Regions from separate parts of the Sus scrofa genome. Here regions 1, 2 and 3 are each linked to region 4. Evidence: chromatin contacts called from public HiChIP or PLAC-seq data. All regions are on one chromosome and are shown on one strand. The core of a region is the stretch at or near the end of the contact, and the rest is flanking DNA. Distances in the headings are between cores, read along the strand shown. Region 1 has its middle 22 kb from the start of SORL1. Region 2 overlaps LOC106504896 (a long non-coding RNA gene). Region 3 overlaps LOC106504896 (a long non-coding RNA gene). Region 4 overlaps SORL1 (sortilin-related receptor).

Region 1 (3,645 bases), core at 778-3,277, 140 kb after region 4:
GAGGGGATAGTGGCTGGAGCAGATAAATTAGGAGTTTGGGATTAACATATGTACACTACCACACATGAAACAGATAATCAATGAGGGGGTTCTCTTGCAAGGCAGCAGGTTAAGGATCTTGCATTGTCACTGTAAGGACTTGGGTTGCTGGTGTGGCTCAGGTTTGATCCCTGACCCGAGAACTTCCACATGCCCAGAGTGTGGTCAAAAAAAAAAAAAAGATAATCAACAAGGACCTACTGTATAGCACAGGGGACTATATTCAATGTCTTGTAATAACCTATAATAGAAAAGAATCTGAAAAAGATTATATAAAAAACTGAATGCCTTTGCTATACCCCTGAAGCTAACACATCATGGTAAATTAACTGTTCCTCATCTTTAAAAATGGTTAGAAATTAGGAGTTCCTGTCGTGGCTCAGTGGAAATGAATTTGACTAGGATCCACGAGGCCACAGGTACGATCCCTGGCCTCACTCCGTGGGTTAAGGATCTAGCGTTACCGTGAGCAGTGGTGTAGGTTGCAGACACGGCTCAGATCTGGCATTGCTGTGGCTGTGGTGTAGGCCAGCAGCTGTAGCTCTGATTCAATCTCCATATGCCAAGGGTATGGCCCTAAAAGACAAAAAAAAAAAAAAAAAGGTTAAAAATTACTCTCATTTTTGGCTAAATATTGGAACTTTACCTTTAAAAAAAGACCCCAAACAAAACAGAATGGCACCTACGTTTTGAGGATTTCTGTCATGGATGCTTTCTCTACCACAGAAAATGAAAATCATAGAAGAGAGTGCCGGGCTAGGGCCACAGAGATGCCAGTAAGAGGTGTGTGTCCACATGTCATAAAACTGAGAGCTGCTGGCGAGTATTCATCAGTCACCATGATAACCACTTGTTGCAGACTATCTATCTCATTTCTTCCTTAATAGCTCTGTGAGGAGGGCGCTATTATGACCATGTCGCAGATAGTTTAGAAAGGGTAAGTACCTTCCCATCTTCTTTTTAATTCTAATTTTTAAACTGAGGCATCATGGACAAAACGGTGTACATTTAAAATGTACAACATGATGATTAATGTACGTGTACACTGTTAAATGACTGCCACCACCAAGTTAATTAACCCATCCGTCACCTCATATTATTACCTTTTTTAAGGGGGGATGGTGAGAACACGTAAGACCTACCCACTTAGCAAATTTCAGGTATATGATATAGTAACATTAACTACTGTTACCATACTGCATATTAGGTCATCAGAACTCATTCACTGTGTAACTAAAAGTTTGCACCCTTGATCCGTATCTTTCCATTTCCCTTCACCCCCGGCCTCTGGCAACCACCATTCTATTCTCTGCTTCTGAGTGCCACCTTTTTTTTTTTTTGATTCCACATATAAATGATACCGTATTGTATTTGTCCTTCTCTGTCTTAGTCCGAGTTTTAATGATAAAGTGGGAACAGGATTGAACCCAGATTATTCTGTACCATAATGTGTCTGTATTCTGTATTCTCTGGAAGGAAGGAAGGAAGGAGGAGGCTTTGGCAATGAACTCAACCTCTTAAGAAAATTATCCTCCGAGTAAGAAACATTTTCCCCGTCACCGTTTTTTTGTTTTTTTTTGTTTTTGTTTTTGTTTTTGTTTGGCTGTGCCTGGGCAGCTGGAAGTTCCCAGGCCAGGAATCAAACCCTCCCCACAGCAGTTACCCAAGCCACCGCAGTGACAACATTGAGTTCTTAACCTCTAGGCCACAAAGGAACTCCCCGTTTCCTCTCTTTAACCCTTTCTCAGCTCCAGATATGGAGCCCGCACTCAGAGGTCTAGGAGATCTTTCACTGTCTGTGCACTATGGCTTATTTGGTGTTGACAGAACTCATTTGCTTATAGGACTGAGGAGTCTCCTGCCAGAGAACTTATTCTGAGAGAAAGAGCTGCCAGCAGAGGGGCAATTCGAACTACAGCATGGTGTCAGTCACTAGGACTTGACCCCTGATCTCATCTCTGAGTCCTACTGAGAACAAGGAAGTAGCTAATTAGCTGGTCTAGTTCTAGCCCTCTCCGGACATTACTATTGCGTCCGTGTGGCTGGTTAGAGAAGCTTCTTAGAGCAACATAGGAAAAGATGTCTTCGCCATTGTTCGACCAGCGAGCCCATTTTCCTCGACACTGACACTGCCATTTACAGCCACTGCGGGTGTCTCCTGGCAGCCATGCTCCAGTTTGGTGGCGCTGCCCACTCCTTCCCTTGCCCCACCCCTCCTACTCCTGATTGGTGCAGTGGTGGGCTCTTGATTGGAGCTGGGCCAATCAGAGTCTCGTCTCAAGAATTAGAAATTGGCGCCTAGAGAAGGCTAAAGGCAGGGACTGTAGCATGTGAACTTGCCAGCCTTTCCGCCAAGTAGGTGGGTGCACCTAACAGTGCAAAATCAAATGAGTTATAGAGAGAAGAGCAGAGCCAAAGTGGAGAACAAATATGGGTGGCTTTCTGGCCTTTACTTCCAGTCCGCTTCCTCCAGCCCTAGGACACACCCTAGTTTTTTGTTTTGCTTTTGTTTTTTACAATAAATTCTATTTTTTTCTTAAACAAGCTTGAGATCTTTTCTAAACTTGCAAAGAATTCTAACTTTTCTGAGTTTTATGAGCTTGTACATCATATAATCTGTTAACTGAAACTGTGATGATAGGTCCTTTTCCCTATAGGTAAATTAATTTTACTCAATCCTGAAGCAATAGTTTATCTCTTTATCTGTTCTCACAAGGTCAGGGAGAAGGTAATGGATCAGTACCACTGGTAAGCAAACAATTTAAAAGCAAACGTACTTTTGCTAGTGCTAGTGTGCATGTATTATCTTGGAATATGATTGACAGCTTATTAACTCTTTTTTTTTTTTTTTTGTTCTTCATGTAGCCTGCATCCCCAAAGATATTAGGAGAACAAATCTTGTACACAAAACCACTTGCTTTTCTTTATGTCCCTAAAATGTGGGGCAGGAAGACAAAGTCTTTGCTTTTGTCACAAATCAGGTAGATAAACCAGGAATCCAACAAGGGTCTTGGTAGCTGGAGACGGAAAAGGGAATGAGCAAGAGTGAGGGCCAGTGGCTCTGGGGATAAATAAGTCAGTTGTAGGGTCTAAAGCACTCAAGTCTGATACATGGTTTTATGGCAGAGCAGAACTGCAGTCTCCCTTCTTTCTTCAAATCCCCTGGAGAGATAGCCAAGAGTGTAATGTGGCAACTATATTAGTCTTCTTTGGCTGCCACAACAGAGTACCACAAATTGGGTGGCTTACACCAGGAGAAACTTACTGTCTCATGGTTCTGGAAGCTGGAAGTCTGAAATCAAAATCTTGGCAGGACCATATTCCCTCTCATACCTATAGAGGGGGATCCTTCCTTGCCTCTTCCAGATTCTGGAAGCACCACTCCCATCTCTGCCTTTGTCATCACTGGGGATTTTTCCTATGTGTCTTCATGTTGTCTTCCATCTGTGCACATTTGTATCCACTTTACTTCTTTGTATAAGGATACTAGTTATACTGGATTAAGGGCCACCCTAATCCAACATGATTTCATCTCATTAATTACATCTGCAATGAGCCTATTTCCAAATATGGTCACATTGAGATACAGGGGTTAGGACTTCAGTG
Region 2 (3,637 bases), core at 942-3,441, 180 kb after region 4:
TGACTTCTGCACATTTCCTATGACAATATTCACTATACTTTTTGATACTTATGTTTAATTGTTCACTGCTCTATCCTCTAGCCCAATACCCAGTATATATTAGGTGCTCACAGCTCTGTACTAGTTGAATGAACAAATTTACCTAAATGATAATAACATCATCTGAACATATTTGAGAATTTTCACATTGCTTCAGGAAGATAGCCCCTGTGTTTTCCCATTTGTGAATCAACGGCTGTTTCCAGACCAACCCATTCCTGCAAAACAATTAAGCACTTTAATAAAATTGGGAAGGAAAAGGCTGCAACGCCAAAGACAGCTGTGCTATTCTCCAGCTGCAGACAACTGGGTGAGTGTTTAATGCAGAATGTGTCCATCATCTGATTCAAATAACTCCTGGCATTTTTCCCCCTTTAGTCTTGCTGGGTGGTTTGCACATGTGCTCTGTAATCTTCTTGGAGTATTATTATTAATAGCTGATCATGAAAATATTGCCCTTTAAACATTTAAAAAATATTTCATATACCCTTAAATGTGGCTTTATTAACTCCCAGATTTTTTCAAAGGAGGGGAAAAACTCTGCGATTACTGATGGAAAAACAGGATTAGCTATGTAGACATTCACTTCGTAGGAAAACTGTCAGGAGCATGCTAGTTTCATGTAATTGAAATACATCTTTTTATATACCTGCTTCTGGGTGAGAGGCAAGTCACAGGAATGGGGTTTTCCGGGGGCCTGTGAGGAGGTTGCATCTGTCCACATCTCGTCTTAATGATTTTCAGACCTGCCACTTTGAAAATAAATTTGCCTAATGTTTTCCCCTTCTATATCAGAACCCCAGATACTGAGAAATCTCAACCGAAGACAAAATAATTCATGAGAATCCAGAGATGACATTTACTAAATCATCAGAATGTCAAGAACCACCCTGATCTCCAGTAGGACCAAGAGTTGTCCAAAGGGAGTTCCCAGGGTGGCTCAGTGGGTTAAGAACCCTACACAGTCTCCATGAGGATGACGGTTCAATCTGTGGCATGCTCAGTGGGTGAAGAATCTGGTATTGCAGCAAACAGCAGCAAAGGTCACAGATACAGCTCGATCCAGTGTTGCCGTGGCTGTGGTATAGGCTGGCAGCTCCAGCTCCAATTCCACCCCCAGCCAGGGAACTGCCTCAGGAGCCACCATTAAAAAGAAAAAAAAAAAAAAAAAAAAAAAAAGAGTGGTACATAATCCCACAGGGAAAGGAAGTGTGCACAAGCACACACTGGATTTTATTTGGGGGCTGTTTCTTGGCGTATTTTGGTGTTGTGGATCCTAAACTACATGGCTGGGAATGAACAGTAGAGCTTTAAATGCAGCTAAAAGGAATATAGCAGAGAGCGTGCATCATCTCCTGGCTGAGGAGAAAGATTTTCTAAAGACAAGGAGGGAGTAGATGACCTTTCCAGAGCCCTCTTGTCCGAAGATTTTATGATTCCGTGCACGTCCTGTGTCTAGACATGAAGGGTGGGCGCTTCTGCTTTTGCTGCTGTAAACATGCGCAAAGTATAACTGCGCCACCTACAGTCAGATCTCAGAAACTACGCAGCCTCAGCCAGGAAAAAACGAAACAAAACAAAATAATAGGGGAGGAAAAGACCCACCGGAAAGAACAAAATTGTAGGGTCTATGACAATGAATATTCTCCTCCAATTATATTTACCTTTAGTCTAGGCTTTCAAAGCAACTCTAGCTTTCATGCCTGTGTTTTGCACACTTGTCAATATTCATTCGTGTATTCAATGCCTAATATATAAGAGATATGTTCATTTCGTGAGAAAAGGACTCTTCCTTTAAGTGAGAAAGACCTGGACAGGTAAGTTAGCTGACCATGGTTATACAGTGACGCAAGCCAAGACCCAGGTGTTTGTTTCCAGCCATCAGGGCCCCAGAGGACACAGGGTTAGAGCTGGCCTACCAGCTGGTGGAACCAGATCCCACAATCTCTGGCTGCAGGGCCCTGGTGGTCCCTGGGTTGGAGTTGGCTGCAGATGGGTGGGGCTGGGGCCCAAGGAGGCCTGGGGCTGGTGAGAGCCTGCTTTTGAGCACCCTGGATACCAACAAAGTTAGCAGAGCCTCACTGGGCCTAGGGTTAGTGTCAGTCCACCAGGGGGTGGGGCCGGGCCATGTGGTGGGCTGGGGGCTCAGGAGTTTCTAAGGCAGCTGGCCTGCTGGTAGGTGGTGGCATGCCTAGGCTGCGGGCATGCCAGGACTGGTGCCAATCTGTTGAAAATTAAGCGAGATAATTCATGTAAAGGGCTCTGCACAATGTCTTATGCAAACTCAATATTGGGAGCTGTTTAGGATACTGGAAAGGTTTAATCCTTATAAAAGAAGGAACCAGTACTTGAACCAATGTATTTTTTTAATACCCTATCTCTTTCTGTTATTGATTTTCCGTGTGCTCAGAGAATACACTTTGTATGATTTCAGTCTTTTGATACTTGTCCTAATGTTCAAATTTTCATATTCATTGCTGCTGAGCCACAATGGGAACTCCTCTTCTTATCTTTCTTAACAAAGTTACTTCTTAGGGAAATCAAGTTTCCCCTACTTTATATGAAAATCTTATAGACTGGTTTTATAGTTTATGGCAATGCACTTTTAAAATTATTTAGCAACAAATAATTTAGTTATCTTACAGCACTTATAAAGAAAATTTTCAGTCAGTGATTTTAGTTTTACTTTTTTTTTTATCTTGTTTTTTTTTTTAGGGCCACACTGGCGGCATATGGAGGTTGCCAGGCCAGGGGTCCAATCGGAGCTTTTGCTGCTGGCCTATGCCAGAGCCACAGCAGCGCCAGATACGATCCGCATCTGTGAACTATACCACATCTCATGGCAACGCCAGATCGTTAACCCACTGAATGAGGCCAGGGATCGAACCTGGAACCTCATGGCTCCTAGTTGGATTCGTTTCCACTGTGCCACGATGGAAAATCATAGCTTTACTTATGATTTTCCCCTGTATCCCCTATCTCTAGTTCACCTCATGTCTTTTACTCTCCAACTTTTAAATTTTTTAATTAATTAATAACTTATTTTAGGCTATTCCTACCCTGTGGCATATGGAGTTCCTGGGCCAGGAATCAGATCCAAGCTTCGGCAATGCCAGATCCTTTACCCACTGTGCCGGGCTGGGGACTGAACCTGAGTCCCAGAGCTCCAGAGACTCTGCTGCTCCTGCTGCACCAAAGGGGGAACTCCATCCTCCAATTTTTTAGAATGTTGTGCCTATTTCTGCTATATAGCAAAGGGACCCTGTCATATATAAATACACACACACACACACACACACACACCCTTTCTTGTATTATCATCCATCATGATCTATCCCAAGAGACTGGATGTAGTTCCCTGTGCTACAGAGTAGGACCTCATTGCTTATTCATTCTAACTGTAATAGTTTTCATCTATTAGCCCCAAACTTCCAGTCCATCCCACTCCTCCCTCCCTCCCCCTTAGCAACCACAAGTCTGTTCTCTATGTCTGTCAGTCTATTTCTGTTTTGTAATTATCCTCCAATTTTAAGGCCTAAACATCTAGGCTTTCTTCTCCCTGCAACTGATTTCTATCAAGAGCTTACCCTAGGTATAA
Region 3 (3,844 bases), core at 1,215-3,714, 160 kb after region 4:
AACTTTTCATCAAACATGAGTTAGAACATGTGTTTCTCTTTTTGCCTTAATTCCCTGCATTTGTGAATTAAAGGCAGTGCTTCAGCACAGTGACGAATCTGATACTTGAGCACACTACCTCTGCTCCTGATGTATCATGTCTTATTTACCTGGTCCGTATTTCTGTGGATTTGTATGGTGATTAACCTCAAACCTTATTCTAATCCACCTTAGATGCCCTTTTATACTAAAGTGTGATATGTACTCATTCATTCATTCATTCATTTATTCTATGGGTTGGTTAAAGCTAAACTGCTGTAAAAAAAAGTAAATCCCCCCCCCTTTTTATGGTCTTTTTGCCATTTCTTGGGCCGCTTCAGCGGCATATGGAGGTTCCCAGGCTAGGGGTCGAATCAGAGCTGTAGCCGCTGGCCTACACCAGAGCCACAGCAATGCAAGATCCGAGCTGCGTCTGCAACCTACACCACAGTTCACAGCAACGCCGGATCATTAACCCACTGAGCAAGTGGCAGGGATCAAACCCGCAACCTCATGGTTCCTAGCTGGATTCGTTAACCACTGTGCCCTGATGGGAACTCCTCCCCCTTCTTTTTCATACACACTCCCAACCTGAGTGGCCCAGGCTGGCAGCTGCACAGGGGCTCACCTTGGGTCCCCAAGACTTGCCGACCTGCCATCTAAGGGAGTGATGTCATTGCGTGATCAAGGTGAGCCCACCTGTATTTCAGTTTGTGGGAAAGTGAGAGAGAAGAGCTCCAGAGCAAACTGCTTATCTGGGTTTTTTAAAATCTCCCCCCCACCACATATTCACATAACTTTTTATGTTTTATCTTTTTAAACAAGCAATAACTTTATTTTTAGAGTGATTTTATGTTCACAGCAGTATTAATTAGAATACAGAAAGCTCCCATATCCCCCTCCCCAGATGTTCACATACTTGCCAAGTTCAACTTTCTGCGCCAGATGAATACATTTGTTACAATACCTGCACCTACATGGACATATCATTTTCAACCAATGACCACAGTTGACATTAGGGTTCGCTCAAGGTTGTGTATGTTCTCTGGGTTTGGACAAATACGTAGTGAGCTATATCCACCTTTGTGGAATCATGCGGAACAGTTGCACTGACCTAAAAATCCTCTGGGCTCTACGCATTGGTTCCATCCCCCAGCCCCTGACAACCACTGATCCTTCTACTGTCCTCATTGTTTTGCCTTTCCCGGCATGTCAAATAGTTGGACTTTTCTATATGCAGCCTCTCATACTTTTTAGTATTCAGCCTTTTCAGATTGGCTTTTTTCACTTAATGATAGGCATTTAGGTATCCTCCATGTCTGTTCATGTTTTTTTAGCCACGAGTAATTGTCCATTGTCTGGATGTATCTTCTCAACTCCCAAAGGACATCTTCATAGCTTTCGAGTCATGACAATTATGAATAAAGCTGCTATACATATTCATGTGCAGTTTTTGGCTGGACGTAGCTTTTTCTATTTTGTTTATCTTTTAAAACAGCGGCTCTTGGAGTTCTCGCTGTGGAGCAATAGGATGGGCAGTGTCTCTGCAGCACCAGGATGCTGGTTCAATCCCCAGCCTGGCACAGTGGGTTAAAGGATCCAGCATTGCTGCAGCTGCAAGAGCGGGAACTCCATATGCTGTGGGGTGGCCAAAAAAAGAAAAAGAAAAAAGGCAAAAACCAGGAGTTCCCATCGTGGCTCAGTGGTTAATAAGCCCGGCTAGTAACCATGAGGTGGCAGGTGTGATTCCGGGCCTTGCTCAGTGGATTAAGGATCTGGCGATGTCATGAGCTGTGGTGTAGGTCTCAGAGGCGGCTCAGATCCCGCATTGCTGTGGCTGTGGTATAGGCCGGCGGCTACAGCTCTGATTCGACCCCTAGCCTGGGAACTTCCATAGAGGTTAAAAGACAAAAAAAAAAAAAGGGGGGGGTGGCGAAAACCAAAAAATCCCAGCTCTTAATTTTTATTAGTCTTTTCTATTTTCTTTTCAGTCTTAATATATTTATTTATTAAGGCTGCACCCACATCATATGGAAGTTCCTCGGCTGGGAACTGCAGCTGCTGGCCTATGCCACAGCTACGGCAATGCCAGATACAAGCTGCATCTGCGATCTACACTGCAGTTTGTGACAATGCTGGATCCTTGACCCACTGTGCAAGGCCAAGGATTGAACACACACCTTCATAAGTACTAGTTGGGTTCTTAACCTGCTAGGCCACAACAGAAACTCCTATTTATTTATTTCCACTCTGATCTTTGTAATTTCCTTCCTTCTAACTTTGGGTTTATTTAGTTCTTTTTCTAGTTCTTGAGATACTTGAGATCTATCTGGGTTTTTTTTTTTTATTTGTTTGTTGTTTTCTTTTTGGCCTCGTAGAGAAGCTCCTGGGTCAAAGACTGAACTGTGCCACAGCAATGACGTGGGCTACTGCAGTGACAATGCTTAACCCACATGCTGCAAGAGAACTCTAAAATCTTTCTTAATATAGGCATGTATCTATGAACTTCCCTCTTAGAACTGCTTTTGCTGCATTACTAAATGTTTTGATACGTTGTATTTTCACTTTCATTTCTCTCAAAATATCTTCTTAATTTCTCTTTCGATTTCTTCTTTGACCCATTGGTTTTTCAGTAGAATGTTGTTTAATCTCCACATATCTGTGAATTTTCCAGTTTTCTTCCTGCCACTGATTTCTAGTTGCATACCATTGTGATTAGAAAAGATGCTTGATATAATTTCATTCTTAAATGTATTAAGACTTGTTTTTCGGCCTCACACATGATAGAAGAAAACCAAAGGCAGAGTAGGGGGCTTAGGGAGTGTGAAGAGTGGAAATTGCAATTTAAATAGGACGGGGTAGGGAGGGGGCGTTCCCATCGTGGCTCAGCGGAAACGAATCTGACTAACATCCATGAGGACGCAGGTTTGATCCCTGGCCTAGCTCAGTGGATTAAGGATCTGGCATTGCCCTGAGCTGTAGTGCAGGTCGCAGACACAGCTCAGATCCCGTGTTACTGTGGCTCTGGTGTAGGCTGGTAGCTATAGCTCCGATTCAACCCCTAGCCTGGGAACCTCCATATACCTAAGGTGTGGCCCTAAAAAGAAAAAATATATATATATATAGGAGAGTTGAGAAAAAACAAACAAATCTAAGATTTTGGGGAGGTCCCTAGTGACCCAATAATTAAGGATCTGGGGTGGTCATAGCTGTAGCTTGGGTCCCTGCTACGGCTCGGGTTCAATGCCTGGCCCAGGAACTTTCACATGATATAGGCATAAAATAAAATAAAATAGGACAGTTGGGAATGGTTCCCTTAAAAAGTGACATTTCAGCACAGGTCCAGAAGAGATGTTGGAGTGATCCATAGCTATACTCGAGGTGAAGAATATTCCAAGCATAGGGAACAGCTGAGTTTGGAGGCTCTGAGGGTGGGGGCCTGCTGGCATAAGGGAGGGCAAGAGGGCAGCATCGAACAGAATGGACAAGGGCTTGAGGATGAGAACTAGTTAGAAATGAGGTGAGTCCTTGGTCTGCAGTGTGTAGATAATGATCAAAAGCGCATCAATCTGTTTCAAAAGTAGCTAGTGAAGACCCATTTTTCATTTGTTTATTTATTCGTTAGATAATGGATTGTGCTTCTCTTCTCTGCCCGGCCCTATTCTATGCATGGGCAACCTAATAATGGATTCGATAAAGACTTGCTGTAAATCAATAGAGAGAGATAAGGCCTTGCCCACACAGAGCCTAGATTCTCTCAGGTGACAACATTTATCTTTTAAAGATATAAAGGTTTATCTAGTATGATGGTAAATTTTTTGTGTCA
Region 4 (3,440 bases), core at 74-2,573:
GAACAACCAAAAAACAAACCCCACAATGTAATCTGACTTGAAGCGATGTTCCAACCTCTGTCCCCACTAAAACGCTTAGTGATGTCACTGCTTCCTCCCTCAGGTTGGGTGCCCTCTGGGTCAGAAAGCCCCTCCCTCCAAAGCTGCCTCAGAAACATCCCGGACCCACAGCCACGGTGGGGCTGGACAGCTCCCAGAGGATGTCGCCCTCACCTCTGTGTCCTCGGTTCCGAGAACAACATCTGGCTCATTGTGGATATTCAACATATGTTTGTGTAATTGACCTGAAATGATGCCTAACAGAAACAAGCTCAAGTTCCATCCAGCCTGGGTCCTAACTCCCAACAGGCACATTCTCCCCAAGCTGCACACCTCTGAGGACTCCCCCCCATCACATTTGAGCTCCAAGGGATGGTCATTTACAATAGAGCACAATGAGTGCGCCCCCCACCCCCAGAGCTGTGCAGCTGCCATACTACCCCACGCCTTCCAGTTTTATAAATCAGGAAAAGAAAAATCTCAGAAGACTAACTGTGCAAGATCTATTTACTAAACAATCCAATGTTTACTAAGTGCCTGCTGGCCCGCATAAAATAGAAATCCCTGTCTATGAAGGCCCTGCTAACGAGTTGAGGAATTCAGGCATACGAAAAGGTAACTAAGAAAGGGAGGCAGTACATGATAAATGCTGTATCAATAAGACAGCCGCTGAAAAATGCTATGCGGCTCAAAGGAGGGAGCCATGGCTAGGACTGGGAGAGACTGGACTTGGGAGGGCCTGCAGCCCTAGACCAGCCACAGAAATCCAGCTGGGTCAGAAGCAGCCTCCTCTTGTGTGGCTGGAAGGATCTGAACTAATTACAGTATTATTTCCTGCTTCTCTTCTGATGAAGCTGACAGCCCACAGGTCAAAAGCAAAGCAGCAGGAAAAGCAAAAAAAAAAAAGTGTTCTTCAAAAAAGGGGCCTCTGAGCAACATACTGAGTAAACGGCAGGTGGCTTTGCTACCTAGATTTCAACCAAGCTCAGACTGACCTATGGGACATATGCACCTGTTAACATAAGGCCTGAACAGAGTCTCATGTGTGCAAGCGCTTTATCTGAACCATACACCTCTTAACGACCTACGCAGAGGAATGCTGGTGTGTCCACAGCCCTCAGGTCTACAATCCCAAAGGCATTGTCCAATGTCTGGGGAGGGTGCTGTAATTTTTCTGGCAGCAGGTGTATTTTCATGTTTTGCTTCAGCTAGCGAGCAATGACGCTGTGTTCCCTGAGCACATATGCACCGACAGATGGTGTAAGAGGACCAGGCTCACGCTGCCTACTTCAGAGAAGCCAGCTTGGAATGCAAATGCAAACTGGAGAAGCATTAGAACAGGGAAAACCGTCTCTGCAGGCTGACTGCTGAACACAGGATGAAATGTCTCCCCAGGAAGCCAAACTATGTCCCCCACCGGAATTCTCATGCAGTGTCCTAAACATCACCTGTTTACTTGTGGATCTAACCCCGAGAGGATGGATTCCATGAGGGTGGAGGAAAACATCAGATTTCTCTTTAGATACACCTCACTGGGCACCATCAGTGCTTTCGAAATGTGTGAGCTGGGAATTAATAAGTTACTGGATAAGTAAATGCTGACGTGCATGTGGGAAGCACTGAGCTCTGGGACTCTCCTCATCTGGCCAAACACCAATCCGAACATGGGTGCAGAGTGCTCTGAACGCACAGGGCTTCTTCTGACTCCTGGCTCGAAAGCAGCCGCTGACCAGAGCCACACAGACCCGAGAGCAGCCAGCTGGACCGCAGAACACCGGGACTCTGCTTCCTAGAGGCCAGGCCACTGAGCGCATGTCCAATTAACCACGGAGGAAGCCAGCTGCTAAGATCCCCTTTTTCAAACCACCCGCCTCTTTTTGCTGCTGGCCCTGTTTCTAAAAGGAGCAAAGGAAAAGCAAGCTTTCTTCCTTGCATTCAACAAGATGATTACAAAAGCCCTCTCAAAAGCAAGAAGTGAGAGCTGGTCAGTCCTGACCCAATGCTAAATGATTTACCTTTTGTTCTAATTTGGACAGAGTAATGAAAGAACTGGTTCTGATGAAATCAGACTTAAAGTCTTGACATTTTTGCTTTTCAGAGGAATACACTGAAAAGAGTATAGGACGTAATTTAAAGACCTGTGTGCTGATTACTGACAAATGTGGGTATCTTGGGCAAGTTTTACCTTGCCGAGCCTCAGTATTCTCATCTGTAAAATGAGACCATTAACCCCAAATGTCCTTTCCAGGTCTGTCTGTAGCAATCCCAAAACCAAATGTATCACAGTAAAAGTCACTTGGCCATCAAGTAACATGCATTCTGAAATTATCATTCATGTGTCATTTATTATTATTCTATGAGTAACTGTCACATACAAAGCAAAAAAAGACAACAAAGAGTCTAGTCAATTTTTAGTCATTCTTAATTTATATTTATACTTATACAGAGCTATGCTTTTTCAAATCAATAAAATAACATGATTTGTTCCCCTCTGAGATAGGAAGGGCAGATTGCTATTTTCATTTTTTTTTCTTTTTCAGCTATACCTGTGGCATATGGAAGCCCCAGGCCAGGGATCAAATCTGAGCCCCAACTGTGACCTATACCACAGCTGCAGCAACACAGGATCCTTAACCCACTGAGCCAGGCCAGGAATCAAAACCAAACCTCCTTAAGCACCCAAGTCGCTGCAGAGATAATGCCAAATCCTTAACCTGCTGTGCCACTGCAGGAATTCCTATTATTCCCATTTTATAAACAAAGAACGTTAAAGCGATTTCCCGAGTCACAAACTGTGCTGTCAATATTATCTAGTGCTACATCGAAGTGGTCCACTTAAAGTTACAGAGTTGAACTTCTGGGAGAACAGTGAGACATTAACAAGCTTCATCAGACACTTACTTTAGCTCGTTGGTTTCCATGCCTTGGGCGATCGCCACGATGATGCCGCCATGGTCTCCCCACGTGTAGTAGTGCGGTCCAGGAAGAGCCTGAAGAGAGAGAGCCCGTGCTCGCGCCACTGTCCTGAGGTGGCCCAGCAGACACGGTACACACCACACGTGCATGCACTCTCTCACACACACACACACATACACACACACACACACACACACACACACACACACACACACACAGCAGGAATGCTCCCATCCGAATACGATTTTCCCATTTCTGGAGCACCTGACATCTATTAGTTCATCTGGTCCACACAACCCTGTGGATGGATAGACCAAGTTCTCACATTTCATTTTTTTTCCCAAATGAAGAAACTACAGTTCCTATCAAGTGGCAGAGGCAGGTGTCAAACTCAAATCTCTGACCCTCACCAAGCAGTGATTAAAAATTAACCAACTGCCCTACTGTACAGCACGGGGAACTATATCCAGTCTCTTGGGATAGAC

Evidence for each region. HiChIP or PLAC-seq counts read pairs in DNA pulled down with a chosen protein or histone mark.
Region 1: a contact with region 4 is called in an H3K27ac HiChIP or PLAC-seq map of alveolar macrophages. The contact joins two enhancer-like sites. A contact is called at or near these places in 2 of 2 datasets of contacts at active chromatin or transcription factors (alveolar macrophages and skeletal muscle).
Region 2: an H3K27ac HiChIP or PLAC-seq map of skeletal muscle shows a contact between it and region 4. The contact joins two enhancer-like sites. A contact is called at or near these places in 1 of 5 promoter capture datasets (liver), 9 of 47 Hi-C or Micro-C datasets (alveolar macrophages, embryonic fibroblasts, epiblast stem cells and 4 more) and 2 of 2 datasets of contacts at active chromatin or transcription factors (alveolar macrophages and skeletal muscle).
Region 3: a contact with region 4 is called in an H3K27ac HiChIP or PLAC-seq map of alveolar macrophages. The contact joins two enhancer-like sites. A contact is called at or near these places in 2 of 2 datasets of contacts at active chromatin or transcription factors (alveolar macrophages and skeletal muscle).

Annotation. Positions count from the first base shown.
Region 1 is chr9:48,411,138-48,414,782 of Sscrofa11.1, reverse strand. No RefSeq gene overlaps it. Among named protein-coding and RNA genes, the nearest start is that of SORL1, 22 kb to the left of the region's middle. Within about 2 kb of position 2,027, at least 1 of the 83 cell types and tissues checked has an H3K27ac peak or open chromatin away from gene starts, as enhancers often do. A contact at or near this core is called in alveolar macrophages, where this site is marked.
Region 2 is chr9:48,374,590-48,378,226 of Sscrofa11.1, reverse strand. The region is part of intron 2 of LOC106504896 (a long non-coding RNA gene); the gene reads left to right. Among named protein-coding and RNA genes, the nearest start is that of SC5D, 19 kb to the right of the region's middle. Within about 2 kb of position 2,191, at least 19 of the 83 cell types and tissues checked have an H3K27ac peak or open chromatin away from gene starts, as enhancers often do. A contact at or near this core is called in alveolar macrophages and skeletal muscle, where this site is marked.
Region 3 is chr9:48,391,576-48,395,419 of Sscrofa11.1, reverse strand. The region is part of intron 1 of LOC106504896 (a long non-coding RNA gene); the gene reads left to right. Among named protein-coding and RNA genes, the nearest start is that of SC5D, 36 kb to the right of the region's middle. Within about 2 kb of position 2,464, at least 15 of the 83 cell types and tissues checked have an H3K27ac peak or open chromatin away from gene starts, as enhancers often do. A contact at or near this core is called in alveolar macrophages, where this site is marked.
Region 4 is chr9:48,552,879-48,556,318 of Sscrofa11.1, reverse strand. SORL1 (sortilin-related receptor) reads right to left here. Exons shown (of 50, transcript XM_021063014.1): 13 at 2,941-3,029. Among named protein-coding and RNA genes, the nearest start is that of SORL1, 120 kb to the right of the region's middle. Within about 2 kb of position 1,323, at least 26 of the 83 cell types and tissues checked have an H3K27ac peak or open chromatin away from gene starts, as enhancers often do. A contact at or near this core is called in alveolar macrophages and skeletal muscle, where this site is marked.